3 separate regions of the Mus musculus genome follow, and regions 1 and 2 are each linked to region 3. The links are chromatin contacts, called in public Hi-C and Micro-C maps. All regions are on one chromosome and are shown on one strand. Each heading gives the region's core, a stretch centred on a gene start, on an enhancer-like site or on the middle of the called end of the contact. The rest is flanking DNA. Distances are from core to core; before and after follow the strand shown.

Region 1 (3,942 bases), core at 976-3,475, 45 kb after region 3:
TCCCAAAGGGAGATGGATTACAGGTATGGGCCAGCAAATCTAGTTAATTCCGTCCAAGGGATCAAATCCAGGGTGTTGTGCATGCTAAGCAAGTACTTCGTGTTTGGTCCCTTGAATTAATTTCTGATCACTTAACATTCAGAAACTTTTGATTGCTAATGTTTGTGACTCCCACAGTTATGCAATCCCATATTGGATTGTGACCCACAGTTCACGAAAGAAAGATGCATAAAGCAAGAATTTCATTAAGAATAATGGATTGTCATCCAACCAGTGGAAACTTTCCTTCAAATTAAAAGCAAATGTTTCAGGCAGAGTCTATACATAAACAGATGTTGTGGAGGTTTACATGTCATTTTGTACTGAAATTTTACCAGGGATGAAAATATATGTGACTCAAAAATAAGTAATCTTGAAGAGAATCTTAAAGAAAACTGAACCCACTCAATTATTCATATATAAACTGCATTTTTTTTACCTCCACTATTTTGAATCAAAAGATCATAACAAAAATATTTCAAAAATGTGCTTTTTCACTCTACAAAATTAGAAGGGTAAAAAAGAAACAAAAATATCATTATCCAACTAGAGTAATAACTATCTTCTAAAATTCAAATAATCTTGCTTAAAACAAGATAACAAGGAAAAGTTTGTTGTTTATTGAGACAAGGTCTCATTCTGTGTTATGGCCTGGAAATTACTATGTAAATCAGACTGGCCTTGAAACCACAGAGATCCTACTGCCTCTTCCTCCCAAGTCCAGAGAAGGCATTTTCGGCCACACCTGCCTATCTTAAATACCTCTTTTTAACTGTCTAAGTGAACACACCCTATCAAGTTAAAGCCTATGGAACCCAGCAGCGCTTCCTAGCCTCTTTGGGGACGGAGAAGGGGGGAACCAGGAGCAGGGGCGAGGGGGAATGAAGACAAACAATGGAGGAAAAAAGGGGTGCTTTCTGATAAGTCATGTAAGATGATCTGTTCAGCTAGGCTGCACAACCAAACACACAAAAATTCAGATCAAAGCTAGGGTGCATACCACGGTAATATTTAGGTAATATCCTTTGCCAAAGCATTAAGGGGTGCGGGGCGGGGGCGGGGAGGGCGACGACCGGACTGACAAGAAGGTGGAAAGAACCTGCTAGACCACCTCTTATTAGAGCAGAAAGGCAAGAAACATAATCTGTCTGTATGGAAGAGTGGGGAAAGCAGTGCCCTAGATATATTGGGAGTATTCCTATAGATAGGTACACAAGCACAAAGACCTATTATCATGAACTAAGCCCAGAAAACAATGTTCAGGATGCCGGCGTACCGCCGCTACGTAAATAGATCACCATTAATCGTAAAAGAAAGTGTTCTAAATATACAGAGACATAAGAATGCAGACTCACACTTTCAATGAACAGACCCACTGGTTTTACAATGAGAAACAACGAAACACCAAAAGACCTGTTATCTGAAATAACACCAGAGACGAAGGGGTAAAGATGAAGTTATCTTTACACCTCTTTTCCTTCTGCCCTTTACGACGATCTCAGACGGTCTCATTTCACAGGACACACACCACTAAGGTCTCCGGAAACAAAGCAGGGTCACTAATTCTCTGGCCTGTGGGTGCACGCACGCCCCCCACCCACAAATGATGAGGCCGCCATATGACTTTCATTAATAAATAAGCCAACCAGAGAGGTCTCAGTGTGCCTTGCACGGTGTGACAACCAGGCACGAGACAAGCACCACAAAAGAAGGAGTGGCTCGGGACCAGAAAACCACTGCCACACCGCACCCCCCGAGACCAGCGTCGGTCCCCACCACCGACGCAGAGGCAGCGGCTCCTCCATCCTCCGCCCATCCCGCCTCCCCCGCCCGGGCCCAGCCCGAGGTGACCTCCGGGTGACAGCCCGCGCCGCCCTTTGTGCCTGTATGTGGGGACTAACCCACGGACCCCGGTCTCGGAGGGGGTGCGAGGCCGGCGCGCTGCCCTCAGCATCCCAGAGCCGGACCTGCGGAGCCTGCGCTTCAGCCTCAGCCGCGCGGCGCTCAGGCCCAGCCCTCCCCTCACTCACCCGGGCGACGGGCAGCGGGCGTGCGGGCGGCGGCGCCCGGAGTCAGCTTCTTGCGGTGAACTGCTAGAGCCGCGTCCGTGAGTCCGAGCCGCTGAGCTGGCGGTAGCGACTGCTTAGCTGCGGCCCCGGCGAGGGGCGGGCCCGGCGGGGGAGGGGCGGCGCCGCGCCTCTCATTCATGCCGCGGGGGCGGGGTGTGGGACCCGGATGCCCGGGCAAGTCCCGCCTCCTCACTGAGGGCGCGCGGCTTCATTGTCGGCAAGTGCGCAGGCGCGGCGTCCCTTCCGCTGGGCTACTGGCTGCTCTAGAGGATTGATTCGTGATGCCCAGCTATAAGGTTCATATCTTCTCCGCTGTGTAGTGTTTTCCGTGTATGTGGACGTTCGTAAGAGTTAAAAAAGTAAAGCTTCGCTTCTCGTAGCATCCGGCCCAAGAGTCCTCAAAGGTGAGGTACCCCTAGTTAGATCTTCCACCTGCTGCGCCTGTACAGACAGTGGAAGGAAATATATTTAAGAAACAGTGTGTCCTTTATTTAATTACATCTACTCATTACTCTCGACCCCCAGCTCCTATTCTACACTACAGACAAACTGACTCAGGATTTGGGAGCACTGAGCCCTTGCCTAAATTCTAGCAGGTCAGCGAAAGCATGCAGGAGTTCTCATAGCTACCACTGCTAAAACGGATTAGCAGAGGGTGTGGGTACCGCACCTCAGGCCTCCCTCCCTTAACTTCCCATTTCCCTGGGAGGTATTTCCCCCCCCCCCCCCGCCCCCAATCCTTCTATAAACCATAACTAGTTTGTGACTTTAAATTCATCATGGAAAATGCCCACCAGCCCATTCCTCCAGCTTTAGTAAACCATACATTTCCTAGGAAAGGGGAAGTAAGAAGGACTCAGAATGTTTAATCACAGACCCTCGACCCAACTTCCTCTCTCTCCAAATCAGGCCAACACCTGTGAGCTATTTCCCTTCTCTCCTCCCCACCTCTCCCCTGCCCTCCTCTTCCCTCCTCTCCCCCTCCTTCCCCCGCCCCCCTTCTACCTCTGCTCTCAGGATCCCTGCTGTGTTGTTGCCAGCTTAAAAGTCCTACCTAATTCTGTCACCTTGGCACATAGGCTAAGGCAGATCAGTACCGACATTAGGGTACAAAGCTTTCATATTCTTGGTCTCTTGTTCAAGGAATTGAAATAAAAGCTCTCACCGATGTGTAAAAGTAGCAAGAAAATTTAGTTGAAGCAAAGCAAGGGGGGGGGGGGGAGCAGCAAAGCAAAATAAAAAAAAAAAGAAAGAAAGAAATATTCAGGACACACTACAACGGAGCTGCAGGCCACGTGAGTGAAGATACTCAAGGGCTTGGATTACTATCTCAGGCTTTCTTTTACTGCATTCAAGAGAAGTGTCGCACAAACTAGAGTTGTCCGGGGAGAGGTTACCCCAGTTGAAGAATTACCTCCTTCAGGCTGGACTGAAGGCACCTCTGTGGGGCATATGCTTGATTAATGATTGATGTGGGAGGACCCACCCCTTGTAAGCATATCACCTGCCACCGACTGTAAACCTATACACACCAGGAATCTCCTTTGGAAAATATGTCAGTGGTTGTACTGGCTAGAGCTTTATGTCATATCCACACAGCTAGTGCTATCTGGGAAGAGAAGCCTCAATCGAGAAGATGCTTCCATTAGATTGCTTGTAGGTGAGTCTGCAGAACATTTTCTAGATTACTGGTTGACATGAGAGGGCATGAACCACTGTGGGTGGTATCACACCTGGCCAGGTGGTCCTGGTTGCTATGAGCAAGCCATAGGGCGCAAGCCAGTAAGCAGCACCCTTCCATGGCCTCTGCACCAACTCTTTCTTTCTAATCCCT
Region 2 (3,996 bases), core at 855-3,354, 45 kb before region 3:
TTTTTTAATTTATCTGCTTTTAGGTAAGTCGCCTCATCATCTAAATGTCTTTAAGCCTTGATCTCCATACTTTACAAATAAAGCTGGTTGGATTGGTTAAGGTTCTGTAATTAGTTGAAATCCCATATTCATTCACTCCTCCGATTCTTCCTTGGCTTGATTCTTCCTTGGCTTCGATTTTGGCTGAGGCTGCAGGAGCAGGAACAGGAGCGGGAGTGGGAGCGGGAGCAGGGAGTGGTGGCTGTCATTACAGGGGCAGCAGCCACAAATGTAGATGGATTAGCTAAGAGGGCCTCGTTCTTATCAACAAGAAGGGAGGTGTGTTCAGTTGCCAGGCATGGTGGCAAAAGTCAGCTAACCAGTCTGCAGATAACACCAGGAGCAAGAACACAGTTTCCTCTGATAGCAAGCACTTCAGGCTTGTAGATCCAATGCACTCCGGCTGGATGCCCAGCCCTAGGAGGTGGGGGGCGGGGGGGGGATGCTAAGTTCAGCAGTAGGGCTTTGATGGCTCTCACTTTGTCTCATCTATCTTGTCTTTATTGTTTACACATAATTCAGAATTCCAATGATGTCTGAAGATTTTAGCTTAAAGCCTAAAAGGAGCTTTCCTCAGGCTCTAGCCCAGTGATTTGGGTCGGTATAATGGCTACACACGGGACAGAGACAGCATGAGAGGCTGGCAGCATGCATTCTTACTTCAGCATGTGGCTGCCTGGTACTCTAGGGGGACCAGAAGAGAGAGTGGAATGGCCAGAAGTTACAGAGGGTTGTGAGCCATGTGGAAGCTGGGAATTGATTCCTGGTCTTCTGAAGAGCAGTCCTACTCTGTTATGGGCATTCCTGATTTTTGTTAGATCCAGTGTGTGTGTGTGTGTGTGTGTGTGTGTGTGTGTGTGTGTTCCTGCGGAAGCTGGAATTTCAAGTTAGGAAATAAGGTTTCCAGAGTTAATTCTACACTGTGGGGTACTAGTTTGGAGCAAGTATGGGAGTGTTTTTCAGCATTCACAAGAGAAGCTCAGGCCGGAACTATTAGTGAGGGAGTAAGTTAGAAGGTAAGAGGGCTGTTATTCAAGGGACATTATCTCCTCCCAAGAAAGGTACTTAGGAAATTGTGAGAAAGCCTCAGTCACTTAAAATTGAGGGACTGAGGGAATGCTTCAGGGGTATATCTGGGTGGGATATCAAGGGTTAGGGCACTTGGGAAGGGCAAACGATTTAAAAAAAAAATCCATCTTCTGTAAAAACCCAGGGGTCTGGAGCTATGGTTCAGTGATTAAGAGCATTTGCTGTTCTTGCAGAGGTCTGGGTTAGATTCCTGGGATCCATATGGGGAAATCCCTCGATTTCTTCTGCCCTCAGCGACCATCAGGCACACACCAGGGTCACAGACATACATGCATGAAAAATGCTCAAACACATTAAAGAAAAACAAACAAACAAAAACCCCAACAACAACAACAACCCCAACCAACCTAACTTCCAAGCCTTCATACTGCCTTCTTCAGGAAGGGGAGTAGGTGAAGGATTTAGAATCCACCTCCTCCCGCCAGTTGTCATGGAGACAAACCTCAGTCTTTTCATTCCTTCTGGTACTGGGAATGAAGTCATAGCACAAAGGAAGAGACGGTGCTTGTACTTTGTGGACTGTAGTGTGGCTCCTACTGCAGCTATAGAACCAGACCCGGGGACAAAGGCTAAGGTTAGTCGCAGCTCAGAGTCCTTCCTTCTGTTAACACTTCTCAGTAGCTTCGGGGGCTCTATTGGGCGGGAGGAAGGAGTGATTCGTGAACAGAGAAGAGATAGTAGACTCCCTGGAGTTCTAGGGAATAGGGGAGCAGCTTGGCCACCGCTCTCGCGGATGCACAAGAGAGGGCGCCCCTCACTCAAATCCTTTGGGCCCCTCCACGATCGCTCCCAGCCTGCGCTGACCCCGCCTTCATCCGTCCAGAGTGCCTGTCGTTGGATGGTGGCGCGGTCTCTTCGGCTGGAGTCTGGGAGCCTATTGGACAAGACCTCTGGAACCCGCCCCTAGCCAGCTCGGATTGGCTAGCTGCACGTTGGCGCAACGGAAAAGGCGGCAGCCGGCGTGCGCCTGCGCTCCAGCGGGCTGCGCGGAGGCGGCAAGGCGGCGCTGGGGGGCTGGCTCGGGCGGCAGCGGCGGCTGTTGCGGATGGGAGCGGGCCGGTTTGGCGCGCCTATGGAGCGCCAGGGCAGGGCTGCCGCCACCTCAGCCGCGGTCGGCGAGTCTGCGGACTCGGAAGCGCGGAGGCGGGACCCGCTGAGGCGCCGGGCGAGTAGCGCGGCGCCGTCGGGGTCCGGGGAGGCGGAGAGTGTGAGACGGGAGCGGCCCGGCTCTCTAGGCGGCTCCACCTCGGCCGGCCGCCCGCGCGCCGAAGGCCTCCGGAAGAGGCGGCCGCGTAAGTGCCCCGGCACGGCCGTCGTTGTTTGCGCGCCGGCGGTGCCCGCGCGAGGGCTCCCCGCCACTTCCTCCCTGTCCCCTGGGGTGTTCTTTTCCTGAGACTCCCTCTTTTTTTCTTGAGAAGGCTCCTCCTCTCCCAAGTCCCTTTGAATCATCCATCGCGCTCACAACTGAAGCCTTTTCTATGGTGATTAATTTGGAGGTTGCTAGAAAATGCCCCTGAGGCGCAGCAGGCCCAAAACTCGACTCTGGGCTCGATACGCTTCTAAGCTTTGCTCGGTTTTCTTCCCGAGAGAATTCAGGTCATCTCGCATCCAGAGGTTTTCCCCCGTTTCCCTTCCGTTAGTTCACGGGAATTCCGGTTTCAGCCATAGCATTCTGGGCAGTAAAGCCTTTTCTTTGGAAGGGAGTCGACCTGTTCCTCAGTTACTCTTAAGCCTAGGGAGTTACTCTTTTCAGAGAATCGGGTTCTCATTTTATTACCAATTTGTGTTTCTTGTCTTGTGTGTTTTCTCCCCTTTAAAGCCTTTAGGGCTGTTGTCTAGCATCCACGACTACTGCTGAAAGTGTCAATTGTCCTAATACTGTAATAGGAACTTTTCAGCATAGCTGTCTGTGTTTTACATGTGGTTAAGACCTGGATATCAGATTACGGTATGAGGAAGGTAAATGCTGAGTGCAGGCAGGCTATGAGAATTACGGGAAGTGGCTTGATGTGTGAGGTCTGTTGGATAGTCCGCGCCCAGCCCTACCTGCTCACCCCCACCCCAGTTGCTTTTATCGATGATTTGAGCGATTGGATGTAGCTCTGTTTTGCCATGGAAGGTTTGGAGGATGTATGTATGTATGTATGTTTAGTACTTTATATCACTATATGTATATATTTTTTTTTTCTTTTCTCGACTTGTAAGAGATTTTATAATACCAGCCACTTGGGAGGTGGAGGCAGAGGAATATGAAATTTAAGACCCTGTCCTAAAAGAAAAAAGGAAAACGGATTTTCAAAGAGTTCCTGTTGTAGAATCGTTTGCTTGATAAATAACTTCCTTATTACACTTATTTATCGTGTGTGTCTGTATTGGTGTAGGTCAGAGGACAACTTTGCCCAGTCCTGGGGATGGAGCTCAGGTTGTCAGACTTGAGGGCAGGTTTTGTTTTGTTTTGTTTTTTTTTTGTTTTTTGTTTGTTTGTTTTTTTTTTTTTTTTGGTTTTTTTCAAGACAGGGTTTCTCTGTGTAGCCTTGGCTGTCCTGGAACTTCACTCTGTAGACCAGGCTGGCCTCGAACTCAGAAATCCGCCTGCCTCTGCCTCCCGAGTGCTGGGATTAAAGGCATGTGCCACCACGCCCGGCTGAGAGCAGTCTGATGAATTACCCAAGTTGGCCTCGTCCTCAGGGCAGACCCTTCAGTGCTGGGTATATACTGTGCCAGTGCCAGGCTCCTCTTCCCCTTTCTCCTTTCTTTCAGTTGTAGGTTGGAACACAGGGCTTTGTACATGTGGTAAATGTTCTGTCTCTGAGCTGTATATAGTATCTCCAGTCCAAGCACCTGAGTTTTGTTTTTGTTTTAAGACAA
Region 3 (4,340 bases), core at 1,345-3,844:
CTCATCACCTAGGGCTGTGGCTAGGCCTGGCTCACTCATCACCTAGGGCTGTGGCTAGGCCTGGCTCACTCATCACCTAGGGCTGTGGCTAGGCCTGGCTCACTCATCACCTAGGGCTGTGGCTAGGCCTGGGTCACTCATCACCTAGGGCTGTGGCTAGGCCTGGCTCACTCATCACCTAGGGCTGTGGCTAGGCCTGGCTCACTCATCACCTAGGGCTGTGGCTAGGCCTGGCTCACTCATCACCTAGGGCTGTGGCTAAGCCTGGCTCACTGCCAGTGCTTCTTCACTGTGATGAACAGACACCCAGAATGGGAGCCACAACAAACCTCTCTTTTGTCAGTTGCTATCCAGTGTCTTGTCACAGTGCCAGGAGGACTAATTAATAATACACCATGTGCCTTATGGTATTGTCACAGTCACTAGAGATGCAGGGAGAGGGGAGGAGGAAGATACCCACTTTTTCATCTTCTGAAAATGAAGGTATTCAAGCACACCACTTGTTTTAGAAAACGGCTCAAGGAACAATAAAAATATAAAAGCAGCTTACCTCATGTAGATTAAGTTCTTTTACTTTTTCTTTTAATATAACCTATAAGAGAAAAAAAATGTTCTTACACCAATGTAAATATATAGTAAATCAGGTTATATAGATCACTATGTAGATCAGGCTAGCCTTAAACTCAGAGAAATCTGACTCTGAGTACTACAATTAACAACAGTCTTTCAAATATTCTAAGAAAAACCACCTTTGTTGTTGTTGTTTTAAGACAGGGTTTTTTCTGTATAGCCCTGGATGTCCTAGAACTCACTCTGTCTTGGATGTCCAGGCTGGCCTCACTCTCACAGAAATGCTGGGATTAAAGGCATGTGCCACCACCAGCTGAGTTAATTTTTTAAAGAGCTCAAGCTGATCTTGAACTCACTCTGTAGCTAATAATGACTTTTAACCTCTCATCTTCCTGCCATGACCTCTTGAATGGCTGTGATTCCCCATGCTCTGTTTAGGTGGTGCTGAAGACTGGACGCGGGTCTTTGTGCATGCTTAGCAGACACTCTTCTAAGTTCCACTTCCAGCTATACTTCTGAGAGTAGAGCAATACTTTCCTTTTCTTGAAGACATAGATAAATTCGGTAGAAGCAATAACCTCATATTCAGTAAAGTAGTTTTGGCTGATGAGAATTGTAGTTCATACAAGATTAAATATAAAGTAAATTTTATTTTGGAAGTTTGATTATTATATGCCAATGTCCTCAGAAAATTTTTACCTAAATCTGTTTTGGGTGTGTGGTAACAAACATCAGCTGAAATGAACGGAACATTGAAAAAATTCTATCAAAAAATAAAAATTTCATAATACACATCATTAAAAAAATTTTGGAGGCTGGAGAGATTTCAGTTGTTAAGAACACTGACTTCCTTTTCAGAGGACCCAGGTTCAATTCTCAGCACCCACATGGCAGCTCACACCCTCTGTAACTCCAGTCTCAGAGGATCTGACTCTCTCATGCCTTCTTTAGGCCTAAGGACACCAGGCAAACACACAGTGTGCCGACAAACATGCAGGGAAAACACCTGTACATGTAAAATATTTTTTAAAAAATTTTAAGATTAATTTATTTTATGTATATAAGTATACTGTAGCTGTCTTCAGACACACCTGAAGAGGGCATTGGATCCCATTATAAATGGTTGTGAGCCACCCTGTGGTTGTTGGGAATTGAACTCAAGACCTCTAGAAGAGCTCTTAACCACTGTGCCATCTCTTCACAGCCTCTACTTATGTTTATCTTTTTTTTTTTGTTTTTGTTTTTGTTTTTCGACAGGGTTTCTCTATATAGCCCTGGCTGTCCTGGAACTCACTCTGTAGACCAGGCTGGCCTCGAACTCAGAAATCAGCCTGCCTCTGCCCAGCTTATGTTTATCTTAAAGGGGAAAATCAGAGAAGTTAAATTTGGTTAAAATGTTTAAATTCTAGATGTTTAACATTCAAATAGAAAATGATTTAAGGGGGCTGGAGAGATGGCTCAGCAGTTAAGAGCACTGACTGTTCTACTAGAGGTTCTGAGTTCAACTCCCAGCACCCACGTGGTGGCTCACAACCATCTGTAATGGGATCTGGGGGACAGTATATCACATACATAAAATAAATAAATAAATCTTTAGGAAAGATTTAAGGGAAATCGCATTTTCATAAATCACAAAGCAAGCTGCTGTCCACCCAGAGGATGATGTGCTAAAATCTTACGCATCTCAGGACTAGGTTACCTTTCACCTCACCTCACCTCACCTCACCTCACCTCACCTCACCTCACCTCACCTCACCTCACCTCACCAGTTCTCCGTGAATTCTACCTATTAAATGACCATCAAGGCCAGTTTTACTCTATAGTTAACTTATACCCAAACGTCTTGTAGATACTTAAGATTATGACAGGACTGAGACAGGCGACTTATTCATTTAGAAACTTCAGCATTCATCTGTGCTAGGCCCACATGGCAGACGCCAGAGGCCACAGTAGTCATGCACGGTGCACAATGAGTTCCCCTCAAACACTTCCACACAGTCAAACAGAAGGACACACAACTCTAAAATGTGACCTCAGAGTCAGCAGAGCCAAAGAAGCCACCTCTCTTACTGTCTCAGAGAAGCTAAGGACATCAACAATGTCATGTTTGGGGCCAAAATTAAGGGAAATCTAGGACCACTATTTGATTATGTTAGCAGTAAAATATTAATAGATGATACATGGAAGTATAAACTACTGTTTTTGCTTCAAGAAAAGGTAGCGTCTATCAGCATGGCAACACAGGCCTGTTAGCACTTGGAAGGCCGTGATGGGGATTGCATCATGTTCAGACCAGCCTGGACTACAAAATAGGTCCCAGGTCAACCCTGGGCATTTAGTAAGATCCTGCTTAAAACAACAAAACATGCCAACACCAACAAAGCAAGCTGGGGTGATCAAAAACATGTGGGTGAAAGGCTGCTGACCCAAGGGCAAGAGTGAACACAGGAACACAGCTGGCTCCTCTGGGCAGCCCCTATTGTTCATAAAAGAGGAGACCCACACAGTGGGATATGCACTCCATTAAGTCAGTGGTGACTTGAAGTGTTACAGATGACAACATTTTTCTTCGACAAATACTGGCTGAAATTCCGTCATCTTATCCTATCACCTAAATTTTCTATAGCTTCAAATAAAAGATCACATTAGAAAATCAAATTGCTCTATTCTGTGGTATAAACTGACAAAGGAAAAGCGAAGATGAACCCATAGTAAGAGAATTCCAGCCTAAACTATGAATGGAACTCAGTCTCAAAGTTTATTGAAAAGCACAGTAAAAGCTACTTGTAATTCAATTTCTCACCTGTTTGTAGGCATAAAATTCTTTGTGTGCTTGATGTCTCAGCCTAAAAGACACAAATGAATGGTGAGATATTGAGATTTTGGAGAGAGTTCCCACTGAACCATGGGATAGTACCCACTCTTAAGTTCTAGAGAAATCTCATTGAAATAAGAATCTCAATACATCAAACATTGTAATGAAGATAAAGATTTTTCATGTTAAGCAAAGTCTTAGTTCAATAGTTAATTTGTCTCATTCTTCTTAATTAAAAAAATTAATACACAAATTCAATAAAGTGCAAAAAACTAAGTACATAGTTCAGAAATGTAAAAAATGCATCTGCAGGAATAATTCTCATCTACATCAAGATATAGGTTCTTCCGAGGATCCCTGAAGCTTCTAAGTGACCTTTCCCAGTCAGTGTCCACCCTTAGAACTGCCCAATTGGCCAAATGTAGGTTAGCTGTGCTTGCTTTAAGATTCACATCCATGGGTCGCTTGGTGCATTCTCCTTTGTATTTGGTTTCTTCCAATCCAGAGTCCCTAACGGATATTCTTTTTGTATCCAGTTTCAGAAATGTCTGCTTAGCCAAAGATTAAGAGGATAATTCTCTCCCGAAAAACCAAAAATGAATGAATGAATGAATGAATGAATAAAGGATAATTCTCCTGAAGTCAATGTCTGGAGACAAACATGATATCCCAGCACTTGGAGACAGTGGTAAAGGGATCAAAAGTTTAAGGTCATTCTTGGCTACAGAGAATTTGAGGCCAGCCTGGGCTACATAAGACAGTCTCAAGACAATGCCCCACATTCTGAAAAATCACGTTTTATTTTATCTACTACATTAAGGGCTGAGAGCTCTATTTTATGTGAATTGTAAGGTAGGGTCTTAGATTCTTTTTATCCCTAAACTGATTCTTACTGGCTCTATAACATTTATCAAGTTCCTTCTTTCCCCATGAACTGCAGCACCTGTCTGTTACC

Evidence for each region. A called contact is a pair of places that touch in the nucleus more often than the background predicts.
Region 1: a Hi-C map of liver shows a contact between it and region 3, with 2.2 times the contacts expected there. The contact joins the promoter of Rnf24 here to the enhancer-like site in region 3. A contact is called at or near these places in 2 of 39 promoter capture datasets (liver and macrophages), 1 of 15 datasets of contacts at CTCF or cohesin (CD8 T cells), 19 of 484 Hi-C or Micro-C datasets (ECoMG-derived neutrophils, the P5424 cell line, astrocytes and 9 more), 12 of 115 datasets of contacts at active chromatin or transcription factors (CD8 T cells, bone marrow-derived macrophages, embryonic fibroblasts and 7 more) and 3 of 9 other capture datasets (adipose tissue, liver and pancreatic islet).
Region 2: a Micro-C map of brown adipocytes shows a contact between it and region 3, with 1.8 times the contacts expected there. The contact joins the promoter of Pank2 here to the enhancer-like site in region 3. A contact is called at or near these places in 8 of 39 promoter capture datasets (the 3T3-L1 cell line, 3T3-L1-derived adipocytes, the HPC-7 cell line and 5 more), 7 of 484 Hi-C or Micro-C datasets (Th1 cells, bone marrow-derived macrophages, brown adipocytes and 3 more), 3 of 115 datasets of contacts at active chromatin or transcription factors (double positive thymocytes and embryonic stem cells) and 4 of 9 other capture datasets (adipose tissue, embryonic stem cells, liver and 1 more).

Annotation. Positions count from the first base shown.
Region 1 is chr2:131,350,667-131,354,608 of GRCm38.p6, forward strand. Rnf24 (ring finger protein 24) reads right to left here and starts at 2,226. Exons shown (of 6, transcript NM_178607.4): 1 at 2,070-2,226. Gm30590 (a long non-coding RNA gene) reads left to right here and starts at 2,166. Exons shown (of 2, transcript XR_374984.2): 1 at 2,166-2,512.
Region 2 is chr2:131,260,396-131,264,391 of GRCm38.p6, forward strand. Pank2 (pantothenate kinase 2) reads left to right here and starts at 2,105. Exons shown (of 7, transcript NM_153501.2): 1 at 2,105-2,420. The coding sequence starts at 2,174.
Region 3 is chr2:131,305,102-131,309,441 of GRCm38.p6, forward strand. It overlaps Rnf24 (ring finger protein 24), which reads right to left. Exons shown (of 6, transcript NM_178607.4): 3 at 3,374-3,416; 4 at 551-592. Among named protein-coding and RNA genes, the nearest start is that of Mir103-2, 19 kb to the left of the region's middle. Within about 2 kb of position 2,595, at least 8 of the 459 cell types and tissues checked have an H3K27ac peak or open chromatin away from gene starts, as enhancers often do. A contact at or near this core is called in 3T3-L1-derived adipocytes, adipose tissue, brown adipocytes and 2 more, where this site is marked.